5 separate regions of the Mus musculus genome follow, and all the other regions are linked to region 5. The links are chromatin contacts, called in public HiCAR-type, HiChIP or PLAC-seq and promoter capture Hi-C maps. All regions are on one chromosome and are shown on one strand. The core of a region is the stretch at or near the end of the contact, and the rest is flanking DNA. Distances in the headings are between cores, read along the strand shown. Region 1 overlaps Coro1c (coronin, actin binding protein 1C). Region 2 holds the start of Usp30 (ubiquitin specific peptidase 30). Region 3 overlaps Ssh1 (slingshot protein phosphatase 1). Region 4 holds the start of Alkbh2 (alkB homolog 2, alpha-ketoglutarate-dependent dioxygenase). Region 5 holds the start of Sgsm1 (small G protein signaling modulator 1).

Region 1 (4,936 bases), core at 2,119-4,618, 550 kb after region 5:
AGAGGGTTCTGGAAAGGTCAACTGAGCTAATGTTCTGCACAGCACTACCCTAATAGGAAGCTGCTCATGGGGAGGAACACAGAGCTACAGCTGGAAGGCCTAGGTTCTGGACACTGCCCTCCTCTTGGCGGCATGAACCTTCTGACAAAACTGTCCTCATCTGAGCCTGCGTTTCCAAGCGATGTGATGCGTCCTGGTCCTGTCTCCTCTGTGCCACTGCAGTGATCCAATACAAACATGCAGATCCAGGCCTTAGACAAGGCCGAGCACACCTCTGCTCTCCTGTGATCACACACACTTTTAGGTTTGAGCCCCAGAACTTCTGAGAGGACTCTGGTCTTGTAGTGAGCTCATTAGTACCCACTTACATCCCACATGTCATGTGTGTGAAAGCTCTTGTTTATGCCTGGGACAATTTGTGCTGATGCTGTCTGTGAGGGTTGGAGAGTTTTTCTCTGTTCCTGTGGTTAAAGACTGGGACCCCAACACCAATCTGCTTTCTCAGAAACACTCACTGAGCAGGGAGGCAGACGTCAGACTCACCCTCCACAGAGGGTCCAGAGCAACACCTCAGCACGGCAGGGACAAGTCTCTATCCTGTCTACTGAAAGAAAAAAGTCTTTGAGTCTCTAAAAATTCTATTGGATGACACATTACCATAGTAATGTTTTGTTTTGAAAGAAAGAAAGGAAAACAACCTAATCAGCCCCAAAGGGCTTCCAGATGAAAGCGGGGCTCAACCACTGCAAACCCACTGAGGTTCTGAAAACACGCTCGAGCACATGTGCGAAGCCTGCATGCTGTGTCCCCTCCACATGTGAACGGGAGAGCAGGGCTGCAGGAGGCAGGGCAGGGGAACCTGCTCCCATAAGCAAGCAAGGCAATTGGCTTAATGGTTTTATTTTTCAAACATGGCACAAATTTAAAATACACAAAGTGTTTCCAGAGCCCACTCTCCTATCTTGATCACCCGCCGGGAACTGACTACTGAGCAAGACACTAGAGTTACAGCCATGAAGTGCTTCCTTGCAAAAGGTCATGTTTTTACAGAGCCCAGGGCACTGATTTCAAAGGGAGCACAAAGGCGAGAAGGTCTCAAGACGCGAGATGAGGGACTTGCTGCAGAACAGTCTGGAGGCTCCACGAGGCCTCACGAGGTAGCACGTGGCACCTCTGCACTTTCTGGAGGGCAAGCTGAGCCTGGGACTGAGGCTGGATCTGCCGAAGGTCAACAGCCCGGAGGTGATCTGTACCCCAGACACACCACAGGACACCCCACATCAGGGCTTCTACTTCTGTTGTAATGAATAAAGTCTGCTGAGAAAATCCAGGATAGAACCACAGATACACCAGGTACCGTGCTTACCTTTGTTTACTTCTGTAAGATAAGGACCTATGTGGGAAGAGAGGTGAAAGCACTCGCTATGAATAGATAATCTGCGACTGCCTCGGATGGGACAGTGGGGACAGCTAAGGGATCCTTTCACCTCAATCTGAATCACAGCCTCTGCATCTGTGTCTGATGCTGTTCCCAGACAAGGGCAGCCAACAGCAGTGCAACCTGGCCTGACTGTTCTTGGAACTATTTCAATCACTGCCACTTACTGGGGCTAAGATTCCTCCGAGTAAAATACTGAGAAACCACAATCCGAAAAACTCCATAGGACGCTACAGAGTCAAAGAGCAGAGCGCACAATACCAAACCCTGGGCTGGAAGCAAAGGGCAGCTCCCGGGATGAGAGTTTACCTGTTGCCTGTTGGTGTCAGCACTGCTCCAAACGGCAGGCCCTGGCATGCAAGCTGCCCACCACACTCCACTAAAGGCTGCTTAAAGAATATGCCTTTCAAAGGAGAGCCTGGGCTGGCAGGGTGGCTCAGTGGGCAGAAGTGTTTGCTGCCGGCCTGACAGCAGGGTTCAGTTCCTGGAAGCCATGTGAGAACACGGCTGTGATAGTGTACTCCTACTGGAGGGAGACTACCAGCAGACAGGAGAGCTGCCTGGAGACCACCAGCCAGCTAATCCTGGAATATGTGGTGAAGCAGAGACAGGAGGCCCTACCTTAGCAAGGCGGAAAGACAGAACCAATTCCCAAAAAGGTGTCCTCCACAATAACAGGTAAAAATAAAATAAAATAAAATAAAATAAAATAAAATAAAATAAAATACAGAGAATTAGCCAGGCAGCGGTGCATGCCTTTAATTCCAGCACTCCTGAGGCAGAGACAGATGAATCTCTTAAGTTCAAGGTCAGCCTGGTCTAGAGCTCCAGGACAGCCAGGACTGCACGAAAAACTCTGTCTTGAAAACAAAAACAAAAATCAAACATCAAACCAAACAAACAAAAAGCTGGAGAAGCTGGGCAGGATGGCCCACTCCTGTCTGTAGTCTAGCATTTGGGAGATGCAAGCAGGAGAATCCCAAGTTCTAAGCTATAGGCAAATAATGGAGATTGTAGTCCCTCTAACACGGAGAGACACCACTCCAGCACAGTTCATAAAATGAACAGACCCATGTTTATAACTCAGTGGGCTTAAACGATCCAAAGGCAGTTTTTAAACTTTGCCTTACCCCTCAGCTCTGTGAGGGGCCGGCTCTGCTGTACTCCTACAGAATGTTGCCCGAGGTGTTCTTGCTGCCATGTGTCCGTGACGCGCCCTGCACTCACCACACAAGTCCTCATGCATGCCCAGCTCTGCGTGATCCTCTGTCCGCACGCCTGGCCTTACATCAGCTGCCCTACTGTCTATGTGGGGTGGAGGCTGAGAGTGCCCTGCACGCCTAGGAACTCCTCAGTTGGGCAAAGACCCTGGAGCTCTGCCTATCACCTGCAGCTCCAGGGACACTGCCACTTCCACCACTTCCACTAGCCAGTGTTTGAGCAACTATCCAGGGCTCTTCTGGTTTTTTGTTTTGTTTTGTTTTGTCTTTTTTGCTTGTTTTTGTTTTTGTTTTTAAAAAAACGGAGGGGGGAGAGGGGAGGGGGGCTTGAAAGTCTACAACCTCCTGCCAGTTTGAACTGTCCTTAGCACAGGGTGGAGGGGATGGTGGTGGAGGGCGGAGTCAGCAGGGACAGGAAGCCAAGCCTGTAAGGCTCCCTCCGCCCTGACACTTCCCAGCCTGTCAGCACGCTCACTCGGAGCCACTGAGTAGGTGAACAGTAGCCTCTGTGTGGCCCACACTTAAGACAGAAGGAAATTAGGAGATTTGGCCCAGAGCACTGTTCAACTAACAGAATGTTTGCTCTGCCAATGCAGGAGCAGCAATAGAGGATTTCTGTAAGACAGAGGTCTGAATTACAGCTGGTGTTGGAACTTCCCCAAACCTCAAATAAAAACAAAGCTGGTAACAGACCAAAGCACCCCAAAATCCTACAGACGGAAGCACCCTACTTCTCTGACCTAACGGAGCAGGTCGCTGACACACTCTGGCAATGGAGAGAGGGTTGCCTTTCTTAGCGGCCGCTGATCACTGGAGCCCCCTACCTCCACCCCAAGGACTAAAGAGGCAGGCGCAGGCTGAGCCTAATGTTCTCAAAACCCATCAGCAAGGGCTCCTCTCCCCAAGACAGCCAAGACAGGCATCGGAGAGAAACCAGGGTGAGTGGCTGACCCCATTTGAGCAGGTAGGAAATGGGGGAGGACCCCACACAAAGCCCCTCTTCTCTCCCCGCAGAACATAGGAATGGGAAAGGCACAACAAAGACAGGTCAGAAAAGCAAGGCAAGCCCCGTGTTTCTTAACATCAACATACTCTGTGAGAGCAACAAGTCAAACCAAGCCATCTTCTGGAAACTTCTAACAAACACACAGGGATTAAGTGTGAACACTCATATGCATATACTCACACATGCATACACTCAGGCATGCACAAGCATACTCCCACTCCCACAGAGAAAGAGGTGGACTGAAGGAGATGGCTCAGCAGTTAAGAGCACTTGTTGCCAGAGGACCCAGGTTCGATTCCCAGCACCCACACATCAGCTCACAACTGTTAACTCCTGTCCCAAAGGATCTAATGCTGTATTTTGTCTCTGGGTCTTTTGCAGGTCCATGGTGCACATAAACTCAGGTGAGCATACAAACACATAAGAATAAACACAGACTCGGGAGGCAGAGGTAGGCGGATTTCTGAGTTTGAGGCCAGCCTTGTCTATAAAGTGAGTTCCAGGACAGCCAGGGCTATACAGAGAAACCCTGTCTCAAAAAAAAAAAAAAAAAAAAAAGACCAAAAAAACAAAAAAACCCACAGACAGAACAAATAATGTACTCCAAATAAAAAATAACGACAAGATGCTAAGAGGAGCAAAGGCCCAAGGGAAGATGGCAACTGGGCCCCAGCTGTCATAAAGAGACCAAGAGGCCTGGTCTGAAGAAAGTCTAAGAGTGCTGGCCCTGGAGAAGACATCCAGCCCAAAGCACGGCCCACACCTGCTCTGTGGGCTACAGCAGTCAGAGCTATTCTCTGCACTCAGCTGCAAACACCTCCTGCCATTCATTCACCAGGTCACCTTCCCAAGTGCTCAGGCTGGTCTCCGAGGACAGAGACTAAGCAAGGGAAGCTGCAGAGACTGATGTATGGGGTGAGGAGAGTGGCTTGTAAAACAGAAGTCTCCATAGGAAGCCACCGGGCTGCCTTAGCGTCTCACACTGAGAACAGGGCTCAGCTGGTGCTGACAGCACACAGGCTATCTTCCCGCTGCCCACACCGTAAGATGGGTGCTTTCTAAGCACGCTATCACCGGGAAGGCCAGATGGATATCTAGTACACCAGAAGACTGTACCATCACTGCCACCACTGCCTTCACACAGGCCACAATGAGGTCACCAGCACTAGAGGGCCACGTTCCTTGTCCAAAGGCTGTAAGACTTGACTAAGCCACATTAAATGTGTGGTCTACACAAAAGTACAAGTTCTCCGAGGTAACTAAGATGTAAGA
Region 2 (4,798 bases), core at 278-2,777, 790 kb after region 5:
TTTTTAAATTGGCTAAAGATTGTAAGATGGTTCCGTTGCTGTGGAAAACAATCTAGAAGTGTCTAAAAAAAAAGAATTAGCATATAAATCTATAATCTCATTACTTGATATATATCTGGAAGGGCTGAAAACAAGACCAGAAAGAGAGGGTTATGTGCCCGAGTTTATTGCCAAGAAGTGGAAACAACCTGAATGTCCATTGAGACATGGACAGGAGAGAGAAACTAGTACTTACAATGGAATATTACTTTCCTGTAAAAAAAGACTTTATGCCAAGTGAGCTAAGACAGTCACCAAAGAACTCTGAGCGACTCCTGTCCTGAGACAGCCAACCTCAACCTCACAGGAATAGAAATAGAATGGAAATTACTAGAACAGAAGACAGGAAGGGGGAGTTACTCAACACACACAGTTCGGCTTTGAGAAGAGAAATGGTATAAAGATCTGCAGCACATACAGCAGCATGCCCACACAAGAGAGGAATCTAAAAATTCTAACACCTTTTTTATTGTATGTATGACAGAGGGAGATTTGCAGCTGATAAATATCTAGTTTGTTTCCATGTTTTGCTGTTTTAAAGAGTGAATTCACAAACATTTGTGTGGGACTGTTTAGGACTTTGTATAAACCTAATAGAAACAGATTTCTAAGACACTGCATTTTAATTTATTGCATTTGTGTGTCTGTGCACTTGTGTATGCATGTGTATATATGTGTGCACATGTGCATGCAAGTGTATGTGCATGTGTTTGCATGTATTTGTATGTATCTGTATGTTTATAGGTGTGTGTGTGTGCACGCGTGTATATGTGTGCTGTGTGCATGTGAATGCATGCATGTATGTGTATACGTGTATGGGTATATATACTGTGCATATGTGTGCGTATGTGTAGTGTGCATGTGTATATATATACGTGTGTGTGTGCGTGTGCATGTGTGCACATATGCATGTGTGTGTATTGTGAAGTGTGCATCTATGTATAAATGTGCATGCGTGTGTGCAGGTGTATGTGTGTGCATATACGAGTGTAAGTGCAGGCATATGCATGTGTATGTGTGCATGTGTTTGTGCGCGCGCGCGTGTGTGTGTGTTGCGCACCACAGCACACATAGGAAGGTCCTGATAACTTTGGTTCTCTTCTACTGTATGGTTCTGGGCACTGAACTCAGGGTGTGAGATTTGGGGGCAGCTGTTTTTACCTACAGAGCCATCTTGCTAACCCCACATTTTAAAAAATCAAAGCTAGAGCCATCTATTTTTAAATTTTCCAGTTTAATAACAGCCTTTCCACATGAACCAAGCTCCGTCCTGGAGGCGGAGCAAATGCGAAGGCTCATAGCTTCCGAAGTGGTCCCCGGGCCCCGGGAAACCTCCCTTAGCAACGAATCAGGCTGCGGTTGCTAGGAGCAAAGGAACCGGGGAGGGGTCGTCCGTTCACTATTTCAGTCCGGTGTGACTAACTTCCGGTCCGTCCTCCTGGCTTCTTCCCCCCTCCGCCGAAGCGGGGTCGCCACCGCGGGTTCCTCCACTTTGCGAGCCTCCTGTCTTGGGCTCCTCATTCCGCTGCGGCGGGCGGGCGAGCGGGGGGCGGCGGCGGCAGCGGTAGCGGCGGCGGCAGCGAGCGCGATGCTAAGTTCCCGGGCGCAGGCGGCGAGGACGGCGGCCGACAAGGCCCTGCAGCGCTTCCTGCGCACCGGGGCGGCCGTCAGGTGAGTGGGTGGGGGTGCGGGGTGGCGGTGGCGGCCGCAGGGCCTCCAGGCCTGCGCGGACCCGGCCGAGGCGGAGGCCGCGGCCCGGCGTCGCCTCCTCGTCCCTGCTGTGGCCGCGGCCTGCGACGCCCCGCAGCCCCTCGCGGTGACCCCAGACTCGGGCTCCGGGCACACAATCTGCACGCCGCTGCTCCCCCGCAGTTTGTCAGATGCCGGTCTCCCACCTCTGCCATGCTGGAGATTCTCACTTCTGCATCCCAAACCGCTCCGGTTCCCAAGCTTCCGAAGGCTCCCAGCCGCTGAGCTCCCCAGGCTGTGACAATTCCAGGCTCTTCGTTCCTGCTAGGACCCCCGTCTGCACCCCAGCCCGGTTGATCTTCCCAAGGCCTGGGGCCACACCCCCGTTGCTCACCCTGACTGCTGGGACCTGTTGCTTGGGTTGGCTACCTTGGATACCGGGGCAGGTCTAACAGCATCTTATCCGGCTCTGAAGCCCCCCACCCCGTGTTTATTCCGCCCAGCGGCCCTATTTTACCAGGTGGGAAGGAAGGCTTGATTGGGCCTTGCGGCCTAACAGCTGACCTGAGAGCAGGGCTGGTGGCCAGCTTAATCTCACCCTCAGGCTCACGTACCGTCTTCATGGTACGGTTCTGCAGAAGAACTAGTCAATCAACACCATGCCTCGGTTTCCCTCGTTGAGTGTGTGCCGAGCAGGTGTGCTGTAACTGGCCCCCTCCTTCTCCCGCTGACTGCTTTTTAAGCCAAGGTCTGTGCACATTCTATGGACTCACCCTGGAAGAACAAAAAGATTTGAAACTGGTAATTAGCTGTGACATCGGAGAATGCTGGCCGTTGTCTGACGATTGCTGTTGTCACTAGTGATCCTTTTCAGGGAGTGTTTATTCAGCTGAGACCAATATTCATGCAGGCAGAATTAGGGGGACAGATCTTAGTGGTAGAGCATTTGTCTGTCCTGCATAAGGCCCTAGCTAGGGTCAGTCCCTGGTACCAGGGGAGGTGATCAACTTCATATAGTCCAAGCATTAGGTAAGAACGTATTACACACATGTCCACATGCAACATATATGTGGGTACATGTTACACACACGTTGCACGTATGTGTGGGTTGCCTTACTTGGAGATACAGAACTTTGTATAAAATTGTGTTTTGAATTACTGCTGCAGTTTTCTTAATTGTGGGAAAAAAGAATAGTGTCCACCTTCAAGTCTAGCCTGGAACGAAGAAATCTTTAATCGTATGAACATATAGATGTCCTCTTGTGGTATTGTTTCGTATTCTCAAAGAGAAATCCATTTTTAAAGCCAGGCCTGGTGCCACCGCTCTGTCACGAATTGCTCATGAGCCAGGAGGACTCTTGAGTTCAGAGCCAGCCTGAGCAACAACAACAACAACAACAACAAAACCCTAATTAAGTAAATAGGGAGAGCTTGGGGAGATGGTTCAGGTGTTCGACTGCCTATTGCATAAGCAACAAATGTGAAAACCAGAGTTGAGGTCACCAGAAGCCATGCGAGCACCAGGTGGCCTGGCATATTTCCTGCATCGGGAGGGAAGAAGCATGAGAGAGTGATGAGCTGTGCCAATGAGCTCTGGGCTCCCCACCCGAATGAACAAGCTACAGAGTGGTGACAAGGACTCCCAGTGTCCCTCCCCCTCCCCCATTTTCTAGTTAAGTGCTCAAGTATCCCAAATTCCAAGGCAAGGTCTTATTGGTACATATTACCTTAGATTTCAAGCTTGCTGGTTGGAGGGCTTATTTTGATGTAACATGTCACCTTCCTGCCACTGTCTGTACCAGCCTGCTGTTGGGAGACAGAGTGACAGTCCACGTCTTCTCCTTTTCAGATACAAAGTCATGAAGAACTGGGGAGTGATCGGTGGGATTGCCGCTGCCCTGGCAGCAGGGATCTATGTTATTTGGGGTCCCATTACAGAGAGGAAGAAGCGGAGAAAAGGTAGGGATGGGGCCCTGCATCGAGGTCTTGGGTTTGACTTGAGCCTCTCTTGTCTGTTTGAGTGGTTGGCCCTCTTAGCTTTAAAGCGAGGACCATGGTCTACGAAGTAGAACTCCCCACCCTGTGGTGGGAAGGCTCTGTTTTTTTGTTTTTTTTGAGACAGGGTTTCCCTGTGTAGCCCTGGCTGTCCTGGAACTCACTCTGTAAACCAGGCTGGCCTCAAACTCAGAAATTCATCTGCCTCTGCTTCCCAGCTTACATGTGAGTTTAAGACATGCTTTGTGCTGGCCCAGTGGCTCATGCCTCTAACTCCAGCACTTGGGATGCTGGAATAAGAGGATGCTATGAATTTGAATCCAGCCTGTGCTTTATACAGCAAGTACCAGGCCAGAGTGTGACATAGGCAAGACCCCATCCCGAGGAGGGGGGTGAAAAAAGGCAGGCCATTGTGTTTCAAGTGGCTCAATTGTTGTTACTAGTGTGTGGTTATGTTTCAGTCCTGCAGCTGACTGATTACATCACAGCAGTGGTTTCTCTGAGAGACAGGAGGGAAGGAGGGAGTGGGAGAGGGGAGCTGAGGGGATGGTCATAGAGAAGTTCCCTGCATGTTTTCATGAGCACTCTTATGTTAAAGAGTTTCTAAACAAGGCCTGGTGGCCAGCCTGGGCTCTGTGTACTGAGCTCATGAGTTTTGGCAGAAGAGGAAATGAGGGCATCTTGTGAGCCAGTCAGTGCTGCTATCTCTGCAGGCAGACTGACCAGTGTCTTTCTCAGTTGCCGTGGGAAGAACAAAAGCACTGTCCCGGGAGGCAGTACAGTTGCCAGCTATTGTAGGGCACTGCTCTCTAACTAAAGGAGAGAGCGTCCAGGAGCGCATGAGGCAAGGAGGAAGGCATGGCTGCTGCTGCCGCTGCCGCTTTTATCCGTTTCGTATCTGCGCCGGGCACCTGGAAGGGTTTCAGAGAGAACACAAGACAGAGGCCCACACTGCGGCTCAGTCTACAGCATAGCATGTCCCGTGCCCAGGCTCGCTCAGGGTGAAATCCCGACTGAGGGCTCCATGCATAGATGCCGGGTCCCAGAAGCGTGAGGAAGAGGAAGGAAGGTCTCC
Region 3 (4,431 bases), core at 175-2,674, 640 kb after region 5:
GCCACCGTAGTCTCCGGAACTGTTCATGGTACAGAAGGAACACCATCCACCACTCTCTCTCTGTCCTTTCCCTGGCCTCTGGGAAGATCGCATTCTCCATCTCTAGGGACCTCATGCAAGCATGGGGACCACACAGTTTTTCCCGAGAGCCCCTAAGTTTGCTCGGAATATACTGCACGTCAGAATTGCCCTTTGATGGGGTAAGGAGATGGGACCTTGCTATATGGCAGGGCCAGCCTTGAACTTCCGAGTCCGGCAATTTCCTAGCTTTAGCTCCCTAAGCAGCCTCGCCCACAATCAGGAGCTCCTTCATCCAACTGCCTCTCTTTGTTTGTTGATCCATTCATCCACCAATAGACTGGTGGGTGTCTTCTGCCTTTGGGCTACTGTGAATAACCCCACCATTGACACAAACAACCTGGGACCCTGTCATTTCTAGTCTTCTGGGTGCACCCTTAACTTAGAAGATGGAACTGGGCTTCTGGGAGACTGCGGGGCTCATTTGTGGTGAATCAGACCAGTGGCCTCTTCAGCCTCGAGTTTGGCATAAAGCAGGTACTTAGGAAATGGAGACACTCAAGCCCACACCACATACCGGGACATGCCTTGGATGAGCAGTTAAGTACTGTCCCTCGCCCAGAGAGACAAGCTTTCTACATGTGCCAACAAAATCAAAACGGATCGCTCCTGGAAACCGCTAATCAGAGCCCAAACAATAGTTGTTTTTTACAAGCCAGCTCCCGGGAGGCTGGCTGCCAGTTGTGGGAGCTCCTGCCAGGCCTGGCCCGCGTCGTCTGCCAGCCTGTGTCTAGGTGCTCTCTCACCTTGCATCCAGGATGCCTTCGTACTCAGACAGCTGCCTCATAAAGCCTGCGTTGGGCCGAGTGATACTACGTTTCTGCTTCACGTAGTTATACGCTTTCTCCAGGGGCCAGCCGAACTCCTTCATGGCGTAGGCAATGACTGTGGACGCAGATCGGCTGACGCCCATCTTGCAATGGACCAGGCACTTGGAATGATTCCTTCTGTGGGGATTGAGAGTAAGGATTAATAGTCCCACCCCCCTGTTACCTCACGGCTCCAACCCTTCTCTGTCTTAGGTCTAACACACCTTCTACAGGAAATATCTTTGCCATGAGATCTACTAGCACACAATGGGAGAACAGATGAATCTGCATGGCCTGGCCCAGCTTTCCAATGCGTGCTGCAGGAAACCCAGAATCTCCTCTGTTGCCACCGGGATAGGTGAGGCTACCTACAGTGGCCTCCTGGGCAGCTCCTGGACAGTTAATGGGAGTTCTACAAAAGCCACTGAGCTTTGACAGCAGATGGAGGCCCTGAATGAGCTATTGTCGGGAACCAGGGCCAGCCAGAGAGACGAAAACGCTGCGCCCTGGGGAGAGAGAGCGAGCCTGGAGGCATGAGAGCAATCTGGCCAAGAGAGATCAGAGCCAGGGGGAAGATGGAGCCGATCTGCCACTTTTAAGAAGGCTGTGCTGGCCCAGGCGCAGCTGATTTACGAGATACACAAGGAACAGTGACCCTCTCCTTGCTGGGAAGGTGAAGGCATGCCAGGCTGGCAGAGGCTGCAGCCGGGAAGCTAGGGTGGGGCCTGGCAAGCTCCTGTTTCCTATACCAGGTTTACAATTCCAGCCCCCGCTCCCCTACCCCCTACTTCGCAGCTCTAAACTCACAGGCAAGGAGTCTGTGCTCTGGAAAAGCAAGAAAAAGTAGGGTTTGGTAAGGATACACCTTGTAGCTTTGACTGGGAGGTTTCTAAGTAAGAAGGTTTTTCTCCACAGCGCGGGAGTGGGAGTTGGGGAAAGGGGGTGGGCAGAGTCTTTGCTTTGAACGCCAATACAACAGCTGCTCCAAAGGAGAGTAAGGAGGGGCCCCAGGGCTGCCCTGTTCTACCCCATGGAACTACCCCAGGAGAGGATACAGCCTGCATTCCTTGGGGGAACTGTCCAAGAGCCCTAAGACCAGCATATACCGGCCCTTTCCTGGAGAGAGCGCCCCATTGGCTTTTGGGTATTGAAGCCTGGCTGGTGTCTGCACTGATGCTGAACACTGGATTCAATGTCACACTCAAGGGCAGGTGGAAGAGAACGTGAGGGCGCCCTATGGAGAGGGCTGATTGCTACTTGCCCACTTTAGTGCCTGGTGTTCTGTAGCTAAAACAAAGGTCCACCAGACAGTCCTACCTCCCCTAAGATCCTGTCTGCCCACTTCCACTGCGAGGTTAGCTTCCTTATCTGGCCCGCCACTCATTCCTGCCGCTGCCGTCCCTCCCAAGGCCGCCTTCCCACACACTTACTTCGCTTTGTTTATGAAATGATAAGCTTCATTCCAGTGGGCAAGAAGGTCTGTGGTCTCCTCATCGTACACGCGGATGTTATGGTACGCAAACAAGCCGGGGAAAAAATTGTCTATTTCTCTAGTGACATTTAAAATGTAGTCAACTCTGAAAAAGAAGCAAAGGGCCCAGAGAGCCAGCCAGAATGAGGAACAGGGAAAACAAAGTAACAAAAACCTGCGGACAGAAAGTCAAAGGATGTGCAGACCACAAGGCATGGCTTTGGGAGAGAGGTTTGTTTGTTTTTTTATTTTTGCTTAGTGGTCATTTTTGCAGGAGTTTTATTCATAGGACAAGAATGTCTTACTCGAAAATAACCCATGTCATATCAAAACCCCCTTACTTATTAATACATTCAAGACCAGCTTGGGTTATAGAGCAAGATACTGTCTTAAAAACCAAACCTCTGCTCTTAAAAGAGTTAAAAGGCAGACTGTGCCTTCTGTAACTCTTGTCCTATTTGAGAGCATCTGCTAACCCAGACTCCACAGCCTCCACCCTTAACCAGTACACTCATTTCCTGAAAACCAAAACAATTTTGGTAACTGGAAAGGGTCTCAAATAGCTTTCACCCTAAGTAACAACATCTCAAGAGAGTTCCCTGAATCATGCATTTATTCCCAGTAAGACGAAAGCGTGAGGTCTGACCGCACGCTGGCCAGGCACTCTGCTGGGGGGGTGGGGGGTGGTGGTGGATACCTCTGACCGGAAGTTCTAAGGATATACTTTTAAGCTCTGTTTAGTCTCAGTTTTCAACTGCAGTTGGTTCAAGAAGGCCAGCTTATCAGACCACAGAACGGTGGTTTTGTGACAGCTTCCTTGAAGGGCTTAGCTCAAAGGTTCACTCCTGCTACTGAGCACTTCTCAGAGACAGGCAAGTTCCTGCCCAGCGATGACTGTTCGGTCACGAGAAGATTCCCACCAAGAACCAAAGGATTACCAGGGGTGGCTCAGTTCTCAGAGTTGCTGACTCGATACAAGGCCAACAGGGGTGTGTGTGTGTGTGTGTGTCCATGCAATGGTTTGTTACAGTAACTCTCCAACAATGGTTTTCGGCAATTCTTCTGGGGAGTGGGGCTGTGGGAAGGAGCTCAGAGCCTGCCTAGGGCCAGGCTGTCCTACATTCCCCGGTGTGACTCAGCTGCTCCAAGACCCCCACAATCACCTAAGACTCCAGGAAGGATCTACAAATCATGGGTTACTGTGTGTAGTACTCTGAAGCACATGAGCCCCTCCAGCCACTGCAGAGACCGGACAGAGGCCATGAGGCGGGCAGGCCAAGGCAGTGGCTACCTACGCTGCCTGGAGAGATGGGGAAGACGGGAGCAGACTTACCCTGAGCCCTGCAGCTCCTCCAGATTGGATGCATTCCACTCGGAGCCCTGGGGGACAGATCATACAAAGCTCTGTGAGTGTTCACACTCCAGTCTCAGAGCTGCTTTCGGCACAGATGGGGGACGTGACAGTGGGGCCTCAGCCTCAGAGCAGAAGGAAGGATGGAAAAGAACCAGGAGAGGGAGAGGAAGGAGTCTAAGCAGGTTCCTGAGGCCCTTGGGCATCACTGAGGGTGACAGAGAGGAAACAGAGCCTTGTTGATCCCCCAACTTCAGAGACGTTTGCGTCATGTCCCCCAGTCTTCTTATTCTGCCATGGGCATAGCCCACTGTGTCGTCCTCACCATTAGATACAGAAGGAACCCTGGGTCCCTTTCCTGGTAGGTATTTGATACTTTAAAAGTTCCCAGAGAAACCCTGTCTCAAAAAATAAATAAATAAAAATAAAAATAAAAAGTTCCCACCCTCTGACGCGGTAATTATGAATTTCAAACAGTGCTCCCAGGAACTAGTAACACAAATGACCACAGATCCCAATGATGGGCACTTCAAAATAAACCATCCCACTACACAGGAGGCAGAGGCAAGAAGATTGCCATGAGTAAAATAATCATCACGGTGGTGCAAGTAGGCGACACTCAAAGAAAAAACCAAGACAAACAAACAAACAAACAAACCAGAGAGACAAAGTCTACTTGGAACAGCACAGGCGCAGCCTCCTCTTTCTACACAGGCATCAGA
Region 4 (4,855 bases), core at 1,732-4,231, 820 kb after region 5:
CCCCAAATCCAGCCCTATCCCCAATCCTATCAGTATGTTTAACTTTCCCAGTAACAGGTCCAACCCCTCTCACATCTACACACAAGCTCTGTGAAGACTCCCCTCTTTAAAAAGAAAAAGATAATTGGGCATGAGTACAGTTATTCACGGAAGCCAGAGGTGTTGGATCTGCCAGAGCCAGGACTGGGAACTGAACTTGGGTTCTCTGCAAGAGTGGCACGGCCACCTGTCTAGCCTGGTGCACTATAGAAGGGTTGTCACAAAGGAGCACGGCTTTCCTCGGAGGAAGCCTTACCTGTTCACGAGTACAAAGTTGAAGGTCTGTCCTGTCACCTCGCAGACTCGATCTCGAACACGCTCTAGAACAGGAACCCAGGGCTTTGGTGTCAGGGTAAGACCAGAAAACGTGTACGTGAGGCCAGCATCGCCATAGGTCGCCTGCTTCCTGGGAACACTGTGCCACTTTCCGAACACCTGGACCTTGGCCAGTGCACCTGCGTAGAAGAACGGGAGTTCCACCAGTGACCCTTGGGTGCAGACAGCTCCGCACATTCAAAGGTGGAGAAGCAGAAACAACGTTCCCTCTGCTCACGTTGTAAAACGCCATGTTGGGAACCTCTTACCCTAAATCATTGTGGCTTGTCCCAAGTATTCACTCTGGTGCTGAAGTAGACAGAACACAAATTCCAAGCCAGCATGTCTCAACGAAAGAGAGAGATGCCTCAGTTGGTAAAGTGTCCACCACAAGGTATTGCTCAGTATGCCTCGAATCCCACTGCTGGAGGCTCACTGGCCAGCTGGCCTCACTGGATCTGCAAGTTCCAGACTCAGGAGAGGCCATGTCTCAGTGAGGAAGCGGTCTCCAGCTGGGCTTTATGTCAAGGGGCAGAAGGAATGCACATGAGTATACTGAAAATCCACTGGATTCTGTGGCTTCCTTGTGCAGACACATGAGACATGTAGACACACTATGTGCAGACACACAAGGCATGTGGACACAATAGCATTAAAACCAGCGGGCCACAAAAACAAAATAACATGAGAGCACCACAGGGGCTTGGGACAAAGGGGTTCTGTAGGAGTCAGGGTGATGAATCGGGGGTGTGTGAAAACAGCCAAAATGCATCATACACATGCATGAAATTGCTGAAAACAAAACATGGGTGACTTGTGATAAGTTATTTCTCTGCCACGGGTGAAATGGGCCAAGACAGATTAGATAATACTAAATGCAGTTTCTTGGGGCCAGTTCACTGGCCAGGGAATTCACCATAGGGGAGGAGGAAGAGAAATAGAAATAGAAAAAGAGCTCGAGTGTACAGAGAGAAGAGAAAGAGGAGAGACCACAATGTCTGGATCATATAGGGAAGAGCCTCTGGGGGAAGGGCTGCTCAACCCCTGGGCTGGAAACAGGGTTGGGGGCAGGGTATGTCAGGAAAGGACTTGTGTGTGGGGGGAGGAGGGGGATGCTGGAAGAACCTGGAGGCCTGGTCTGCTTTGATATACAAAATACACACTCCCTTTGTCCCTGGTCCAGAACCAAATCCTTCTAAGAGAAGGCCCCTGAGGCCATCATTCTCCCCTTCCTTTTTAAAATTTTGTTTTATTTTATGTATTTAAATATTTTATTTTGCTTGCTTGTGATGTCTGTGCCCTCGAAGGCTGGACAAGGGCACCACAGTAGCTGGAACTGGAGTTACAGAGGATTGTGGGCTGCCATGTGGGTGCTCAGACCCAAACTTGGGTCCTCTGGGACAGCAACTAGTCTTAACTGCTGACTCATCTCATACATTTATTTAATTATGGTCTTTAACAAAACAAAACAGGGTGTCGACAGGCAGTGGTGGCGCACGCCTTTAATCCCAGCACTTGGGAGGCAGAGGCAGGAGGATTTCTGAATTTGAGGTCAGCCTGGTCTACAGAGTGAGTTTCAAGGCAGCCAGGGCAACACAGAGAAACCCTGTCTCGAAAAAACAAAAACCACTGAGGCCTAACCTTCGCCTCCAGCTATTTTGAATCAGTATCACGAAGATCCCAGAATGGTTCGGTTTGGGGGTTTGTTTTGCTTTTTTTGTTATTTAGTTTTTTAACTTCCCAGGTAATTCCAATCAGTTGCCAAATAATTTCGTTCTAGACCTCGTGGACAGTTCGTATGCCAAACCATAACCTAACCTAACCAGAGCTGCCCAGACCGTGACCTAATCCGTCACAGCCGGAAGTTCACGCTTCTCCCAGGGAAGGCGCATCCTGTCCTCGCACAAGCCTAACGCACGTAAGACCTCCGCCTACCAGTAAAATACTCCACTTCTTGCTCCAACTCTCGGAAAATCTTGTCTGCCTCGGCTTTGCCGAATAGGACGGTGTAATCACAGCTCAGACCTTCCGCGCGAAGGTGTCGCCAGTCCGGGCTCTTCAGGTCGCCCGAGGCTCCTCCCGTCGGGGCGGGCTCCTCCCCTCCCCCTTGGAGGTCGCGGAGGTCTGGCCTCACCAGGAACTTGTCCATCCCGCCGCCCACTCACAGCTCAGACGCGTCCTACAAAGGAAACAAGAGCGCATTAAACCTCCTAGGAGGTGCCTGGCGGGCATCATCCAGGCGGGGAGCCTGCCCTGTAGCTTAAGTCTTCCTAGCACAAGCTGACCCGAACCACGCTGTCCTCACGCCCCAGGCGCCCATCGGTAGGAATCCCGGGCACGCATCCCCAGGCCCGCCCTGGAATGGAGTACTTTTAAAGACCCGTCCGTCCTCTTCGGAATTCGAGAGCTTTGGCTGCAAACGGCTGCCCAAACCCAAAAGGCTACACATGGGAAGACGCAAGCGCAGAGAGGCATGAGGCTCGCCCAGTTACCCAGAAAAGCAGGGTTGCCTCTGCCCTGCGGCCCCGCGGGGTAGGGGCTGGCACGGGCGAGCAACCGGGCTCCACCGGAGAGCCCGGAGCGGTGGGTCAGGTCTCTGCACAGACACACGCAGCCCCAGGAACCCTCACCCCGCCCCTCCCGCCTACGCGGGACTTCCGGGCACAGCGCCCCCTGCCGGTCTCCCTGCGCACCGCAGGATGCTGCCTTCACCTGATGGCTCAGCAAGGTTAGGCCTGTGGACCAGTTCTGGGGTCTACGAGCCTAGTGTGCTACAGCATACTGTCTGGGGGGCTTGAGGGCAGTGTATGAATCTGCACTCCTGACAAAGACACAGCATTGTCTGACCACTACAGTCGACATGGAGAACAGTTATACCATCCCATAGAATCCTTCCTCCCTTAGGTTCCGACATAATTTGTCAGCTATTCCTTGCTTGCTCTTCTTCACGATTCCACATAAATGTGATGGATTAGAGGCTGTATAGCCTTTTGCGTTTGACTTATTTCTGTAAGCACACTGCTTTTAGATATAACCGTGTTTTAAAATCTTTATTTTATTTTATTTATATGAGTACACTATTGCTCTCTTCAGACACACCAGAAGAGAGCATAAGATTCCATTACAGATGGTTGTGAGCCACCACGTGGTTGCTGAGAATTGAACTCAGGGCCTCTGGAAGAGCAGTCAGTGCTCTTAACCGCTGAGCCATCTCTCCTGCCCCTGCCCCCGTGTTTTTTAATCTTTTGGGGGGGTTGTTTTTGTTTGTTTTTCTTTTCTTTGTATGTGTGTGTGTGTGTGGTTTGTTTCGAGACAGGGTTTCTCTGTGTAGTCCCAGCTGTCCTGGAACTCACTTTGTAGACCAGGCTGGCCTCAGACTCAGGAATCCATCTGCCTCTGTCTCCCAAGTGCTGGGATTAAAGGCGTGCGCCACCACTGCCCAGCTGTGTTTTTTAATCTTTAGCTTCAAGTACAGCCATTTTATTTATATACTATGTATAAACATAGAGGACATTTGTACCGTTTTTCTCCTTCCATTGCTGGTATGGAAAGACCTGTGACAGTCATTTCTTGCTCCTGGTGGCACAGAAGAAAAAAAAATCACCATAAATATTCAAGCTCAAACTTTTCTGTGAATGCTGAGTTTACTTCATTGAGAAAACGCCCTGGTCCTCGACCAGAGGGAACGTGTTATATCTCTCTAAAGTGCTGCCTATGGGAGCACACGGTGCTCTCTGCTGTCACACACCAGCAGGGCACAGCAGGTCCTGTCTTATCCACGTTGTATTTTGGAGATGAAAACAAAAAAGGGGCAATGTGATAAACAAGATTTCTTTGTACAATATGGAAGTTGTGAGCAGGGTGACAGGCTAGGGAGTAGGGGGGGATGGGGAAGAGGATCTTACAGGGAAGAATCCTAAGCCAGCATTGAAGCTTTCCAGGTAAGGGACAAAATAACATAGCATGCGAAGATTTTAGCGGGACGCTGCGGAAAGGCAAACCGCCTGGAGAACTGCTAAATTGGGAGTCTAGTCAGTTCAGATTGGGAGGCTGTAGCCCAGACTAGCCCCTAACAGCTTGTGTAGCCAAGCCTTGTGCTCCTGATCCTCTTGCCTCCACCTCCCAGATGCTGGGCTCACAGGGTGTGTCACCACTCTGTGACACACGGCGGCATAGGAGGGTTTTTCCAGGGCAGCGGTCGGTCGAGGTTTAAATTACACTTGCAGTGGCACACGCCTTTAATCCCAGCACTTGGGAGGCAGAGGCAGGCGGATTTCTGAATCCAAGGCCAGCCGGGTCTACAGAGAGTTCCAGGACAGCCAGGGCTATACAGAGAAACTCTGTCTTGAAAAACCAAAAAAAAAAAAAAAATAAAAAAAATAAATAAATAAATTACACCTGCAAAAGATCACTCAGTAGAAAAGAGTAGCTGGGATTGTTATATTAGAGGGAAGGATATAACTGAAAGCTGCACAACTGAATGTATGTCTGACGTGAGTGT
Region 5 (4,779 bases), core at 1,839-4,338:
TTCCTACAGTTCCCCTCTTGTTCCTTGTGTGTGTGTGGGGGGGGGGCACCTCTGTTTCCAGCAGGTTCCTCATCTCTGCTCCAGCTGCCTCTGCACCCTCAAGTTCAGCGTGTCCCTGCAGCTTGGCCCTCTGTGTCCCTTCTCTCTGCCGCGGCTTTCATGGTTCTCCATGGTCGTGTCCTGCAGGCTCACAGGTGTTTTTGTTCAGTGCTGGGGCACGCGTTATGGTCTTGTAAAACAATACCTCATGTCCCTTCCAGAGTCCTCCTCTTTCTCATGTCACTACTGAGTCTGCCTGCATCCTCTGCCTCTTCCAGCCGAATGTCTCCGTTCTGGCTCTCCAACTACAGCTCTGGTTGAACTTGGGGCTCCTTCCTGAACTACCAGACAGGTCCTGGGTCCCGACAGCTCCTCAGGCTGCCTCTGGACAGAGCTTCCAACCCCACAGGCTCTGAGGCAGGCTTGCACAGCTGTTTGGCTATCTAGGGAAGTCCCTTGTCACCTCTTCCAGGAGGAAGAGGGAGGCTGTGGTCCACAGGGGTGTGGCTCATCTGAACTCAGACAGAGAAGTTGCTGATCAGACTTTGAGGCAACTTTCTCCCTATCCATATCTATCTGACATTGGAGGAGTGGCTCATTACCCAAAGAGGTGGCCAGAGGAAGCAGTGTACATAGAGGGCAAGCATAGGGGGCTTACTTGTGAGCTTGCAGATGGCAGACTTGCTCATGTTCTGCACTGGGTCTGTACACTTCAAACATGGCTTCCTGCTTCTGGGCACCCTATTCCCAGTAGGGTGATGGGAATCACGTTACCCCTGTACCCCAGGAGCTTGGATGACCTGGGAGTGATTACACTACCTCTGGCCCTTCTTGGCTGGGTGCTGTTAGAAGCCACTCCCCTACTGTAAGCCCCAGTTCTGTATCAACCATCTTCATAGGGTTACTATGTCTGCAGTACACGGAGCACAAAAAAAACCCAAAGAAGCTCAGATCCTCTGGGTGACCGACCTCCGTAAATGCAAGATTTAGAATCTGTGAGCAGTTTGTGACTGGGAATCCCGACTTCTGCTCCCAGCTTTGGAGCTTTTAGTAATCGGACAAAGCAGCAAGAAACTGTCCTTGCCTGGCCACTCTACTCCGGCTTGAGCCAAGAAGATGGCTCACTCCAAACTTAGTGGGACCACAGAAGCAGGGAATCCAGCAGACTTGTGGACACAGGGTGGAGAGCAATGTCCCCACAGCATTTCCAGGAACCCAAGCTAGACTGGGGAGGAACAGTAAGGGACATGTGTGTGGGCCATGGGGCCACATGCGTCACTCTGCAGATGGGAAAGCGGTGATCTTACAAAGAGAGGACGTAGGAAAGATGAACTCTGAGGGGCCATGTGGCACAGCTATACACGGATGTCTCCTAGGTTCCCCAGGGCCTGCTGACCCTGTCTTTCATTGTACATCCTATTTGGTCAACCATTTCCCTAGTAAAGTGGGGGTCAGCTCCAGGCATGAGGAGCAAGCATTACAGCCAGGGCTGGGTAAAAAACCACGGCCTTCCAGCTTTAAACCTAAGGGCTGAGACCCTTCCCCGAAGGGCAGGGGTGTGAGGTTTCAGGGTTGGGGTCTGGATAGTATCTTCAAACAGGTCTTTACAAAGATGGAGGTAAAGACTTCTAGGCCTTTCTGAGGGACCCCCTTCTATCCATCTTACATATCACCTCGAAGGAAAATTCTAGAATCTGCAGCAATCCACGGAGCTAGTTCTTTAAAAGGAATGTGCTACACACAGAGACACAAACACAGGCACACACCCACGATCCCCAAGAGGAGGAAGGAACCGGGGACAGGTCCGGGCCTCCAACTGCCCAGGTGGCTGCCACCAGGAAGGGAGGCCCTCCTGAGTGACACCCCTAACACACACACGCGCGCGCGCACACACGCACACACACCCCACAGGTATACACACACCTCCATGCTCAGGAAGCAAGGGACAGACTCCAGCCTGGCTCACAGATTCACAGCCAAGCAAGGACTTGGGATAAGAACCCCAGGATGAAGACAAGGCAGCAGGGACGGGAATGGGGGGTGGGGGTGACTGAAGGATAGGGCGGAGCCAAAATGGGAGGGCAATGCCACACCACATACATACTCAATCTTACCCATTCACACAAATACACATTCGTAGACTCGCACAAGCAGACACAATATATAGATCATCCTTAGGTATTTCCAGGCAGGTGCACATACATATATGCACATGTCCTGGGCAACATACATCTACACCACAGGCCCACAGACATCTAAACGTCGCCTCAGCCTTCTAAACTCTCCCAATTCCCACGGCCCTGGGAGGTCACTGGCTGTGAACGCCGAGGTAAGGCTAGGATCTCAGCTGCTTCCTTCATCCCGGGGGAGGCAGGCAGCCACTCCTGTCTGATCCCATGTATCAGTGGAGGGCACCTGCTCTGTGACCCTGGCCCAGGTCACAGGCTCTCCTGCACAAAGTCCCTGGCACCTAGAGGTGGCTCCAAGGACTGAGTATCTGACATGGGTTGGGGGATAGCTTCATGTTCCAAAATTGAACCTGTCCCCTCCCAAAACCTGATCTTCCTCGGGGATATTCCGCATCTCTAATGAGGAGCCCCGCATCACCCTACTCTACCCCCAGCAATGAGAACCTGCCCCTCCGCGAGGTCCCACCTGGACACCTTCCGATCCTACACCCAGAGGGCCCCACGCACTGAAACACCCGTTTTCCAGCGACCCCTCCCCAGCCCCCGCCCTAGTTAGCCATGCACAGCCACCGCCAGCCAGAAGCCCGCGGTGGCCCTGTCACCCTGGGGTGGCCGCCCCTACCTCCTTCTTCACAGTGCGCAGCAGCCTCTGGCGGGTCTCGGCCTCTGCGGGACAAGCAGGGAAGCGCGGTGAGCGGCACCGAGGCCGCGGGGCCTGGCCGCCCTCCCGCTGCCCGCCCGTGCTTACCCGCAGGGACCGAAGCCATGGCTCAAGCTGGTCGGTGCCCGGTTCCCGGACGCGTCCCCGCTCCGCGCCCTGCTGCAGCCGCGAGGGGGCGGGACCGGCAGGGGATGAATGACAGCCCAGGATGTAGACGTCAGAACCTGACATCCCGCCCACCCCACCCACGAAAGCTCAGCGCCGCCTCCTGGACAGCATACAGCAGAGCATCCGCATCCAGCCTCCTCCAGGCGTTAGCGACAGGCCTTGCCAAGTTGCCTAGGGTGACCTAAGATGCGGAACCGTGCTCCACATCCCGTGTGTCCATCCACGCGTATTTAGAAACGAGGCAAAGCCAGGCACGGGGCACACTCCTATCGACTCCTCAGTGGGGAGACTGAGGCAGGGGACTCAACCTGGGCGACATAGCCAGGCCCTGCCGCCACAATAAAACTAGACTCATCCTGTATAAAGTGGGTATAAGTTCTAGAATGAGCTGATGATCAAGCGAGATATTTGATGTGTAATTCTCATCATAGACAAGACAAAAAAAACAAAACAAAACAAAACAAAACAAAAAAAGGGCCAGCTTTCATACGGGGTAGCTGCTGCTGTTTCATATACCCCCTTCCTCCGTCCCCTCCTCCCCTTCCCTTCCCCCTCCCCCTCTTCCTCCTCTTTTTACTCCTCCTCCTCTCTTCTCCCTTTCTCCCTTTTCAGACTAATCAGATACACTGACTCCCCATCTGGAAGAAGCCTGCCTCTTCTTCACTTGCTGCTCCCCCTATACTGGGAACCAGGGTTCAGCCAGGATCTCTCAGTCCCAGGGTTGGGAGTTTGAAGCAAAGGAGATGGACACATTGCCGCAGCACTCAGATGGTAGACAGTAAACCATCTGAGCAAGTGATAGAGGGTTGGAAGGTTCTAGAGGGACGTGGAGTCGATGCAGGGGAGATACCAGTGACCGGGGCTGTCTTGTGGAACAAGGGGCATCTTGCTGAGTTTTCTTTCTGAGCAAGAAGGGAAAGGAGGAGGCTGGGGAATGCTTGGGGAAGAGGAATCCATACAGTTCAGCGGTTAAGAGAACTGAGTGCTCTTCCAGAGGTCTTGAGTTCAAATCCCAGCAACCACATGGTGGCTCACAACCATCTGTAATGAGATCTGATGACCTCTTCTGGTGTGTGTGTGTGTGTATACCAGAACCCCTCTTGTGTGTGGCAGTGGTGTCTCTGTCACGATACCCCCCCCCACTCTCTCCTCCCCCACTCTCTCCAGTGAGGTGTGCTTAGTGTCTCCAGGATGCCACAGAATGAGAAATAAGGACTTGACAAATATAATTGAGGACTTACTACATCCGGAGCTCTGGTTGCATAAACTTACCGAGCCTCCAGCCCCCCCCCCCCCCCCCATGAGCCTCACACACAAAGAAAGTCAAGCCCAAGACGTGGGAGAATTTTCTTCAGGTCCATACACAAAGCAAGCAATAGCTCAAGCCATGGACCGGGTGGATCATCTCACCAGGGGCAGGTTAAGATGAATCAGATGTTTCTCGCCAAGCCCTTCAAACCTTTTCAGAGAACATAGAAGTTTTCCTCTAATATAAATGGTTTCTAGTGGTGGTTTCAATATGCTTGGCTGTCCTGGAACTTGCTCTGTAAACTCACTCTCTTGAGCTCAAGAGATTTGCATGGCTCTATCTCCTGAATGCTGGGATCAAAGTCATGGTCCACCATGCCTGGACCTAAGCTTTCCTTCACCTAGATCTAAAAGCTTGTGTCATCCTGTGACAGTTTGACACACAGTCATATCTCCTTATCTCCAAGTGAAACC

Evidence for each region. Promoter capture Hi-C pulls out the DNA fragments that hold promoters and counts their contacts. HiCAR-type assays count read pairs that join an accessible place to other places. HiChIP or PLAC-seq counts read pairs in DNA pulled down with a chosen protein or histone mark.
Region 1: a HiCAR-type map of astrocytes shows a contact between it and region 5, with 2.6 times the contacts expected there. The contact joins the enhancer-like site here to the promoter of Sgsm1 in region 5. A contact is called at or near these places in 2 of 115 datasets of contacts at active chromatin or transcription factors (astrocytes and embryonic stem cells).
Region 2: a promoter capture Hi-C map of liver shows a contact between it and region 5, with 2.3 times the contacts expected there. The contact joins the promoter of Usp30 here to the promoter of Sgsm1 in region 5. A contact is called at or near these places in 7 of 39 promoter capture datasets (cranial neural crest, frontonasal cranial neural crest, hippocampal neurons and 4 more).
Region 3: an H3K4me3 HiChIP or PLAC-seq map of forebrain shows a contact between it and region 5, with 3 times the contacts expected there. The contact joins the enhancer-like site here to the promoter of Sgsm1 in region 5. A contact is called at or near these places in 2 of 39 promoter capture datasets (the C10 cell line and hippocampal neurons), 1 of 15 datasets of contacts at CTCF or cohesin (large pre-B cells) and 5 of 115 datasets of contacts at active chromatin or transcription factors (astrocytes, craniofacial prominence, embryonic basal ganglia and 2 more).
Region 4: a contact with region 5 is called in a promoter capture Hi-C map of hippocampal neurons, with 2.3 times the contacts expected there. The contact joins the promoter of Alkbh2 here to the promoter of Sgsm1 in region 5. A contact is called at or near these places in 8 of 39 promoter capture datasets (embryonic stem cells, frontonasal cranial neural crest, hippocampal neurons and 4 more) and 2 of 115 datasets of contacts at active chromatin or transcription factors (embryonic forebrain and embryonic stem cells).

What each region holds. Positions count from the first base shown.
Region 1 is chr5:113,856,038-113,860,973 of GRCm38.p6, forward strand. The region is part of intron 3 of Coro1c (coronin, actin binding protein 1C); the gene reads right to left. Among named protein-coding and RNA genes, the nearest start is that of Gm42005, 15 kb to the right of the region's middle. Within about 2 kb of position 3,369, at least 85 of the 459 cell types and tissues checked have an H3K27ac peak or open chromatin away from gene starts, as enhancers often do. A contact at or near this core is called in astrocytes, where this site is marked.
Region 2 is chr5:114,098,806-114,103,603 of GRCm38.p6, forward strand. It overlaps Usp30 (ubiquitin specific peptidase 30), which reads left to right and starts at 1,528. Exons shown (of 13, transcript NM_001033202.3): 1 at 1,528-1,710; 2 at 3,578-3,687. The coding sequence starts at 1,628.
Region 3 is chr5:113,949,562-113,953,992 of GRCm38.p6, forward strand. Ssh1 (slingshot protein phosphatase 1) reads right to left here. Exons shown (of 15, transcript NM_198109.5): 11 at 3,692-3,738; 12 at 2,318-2,464; 13 at 825-1,025. Among named protein-coding and RNA genes, the nearest start is that of Gm52826, 24 kb to the right of the region's middle. Within about 2 kb of position 1,425, at least 49 of the 459 cell types and tissues checked have an H3K27ac peak or open chromatin away from gene starts, as enhancers often do. A contact at or near this core is called in forebrain, where this site is marked.
Region 4 is chr5:114,125,237-114,130,091 of GRCm38.p6, forward strand. It overlaps Alkbh2 (alkB homolog 2, alpha-ketoglutarate-dependent dioxygenase), which reads right to left and starts at 2,982. Exons shown (of 4, transcript NM_001359941.1): 1 at 2,847-2,982; 2 at 2,290-2,533; 3 at 296-494. The coding sequence starts at 2,503.
Region 5 is chr5:113,307,698-113,312,476 of GRCm38.p6, forward strand. Sgsm1 (small G protein signaling modulator 1) reads right to left here and starts at 3,089. Exons shown (of 25, transcript NM_172718.3): 1 at 2,977-3,089; 2 at 2,851-2,894. The coding sequence starts at 2,995.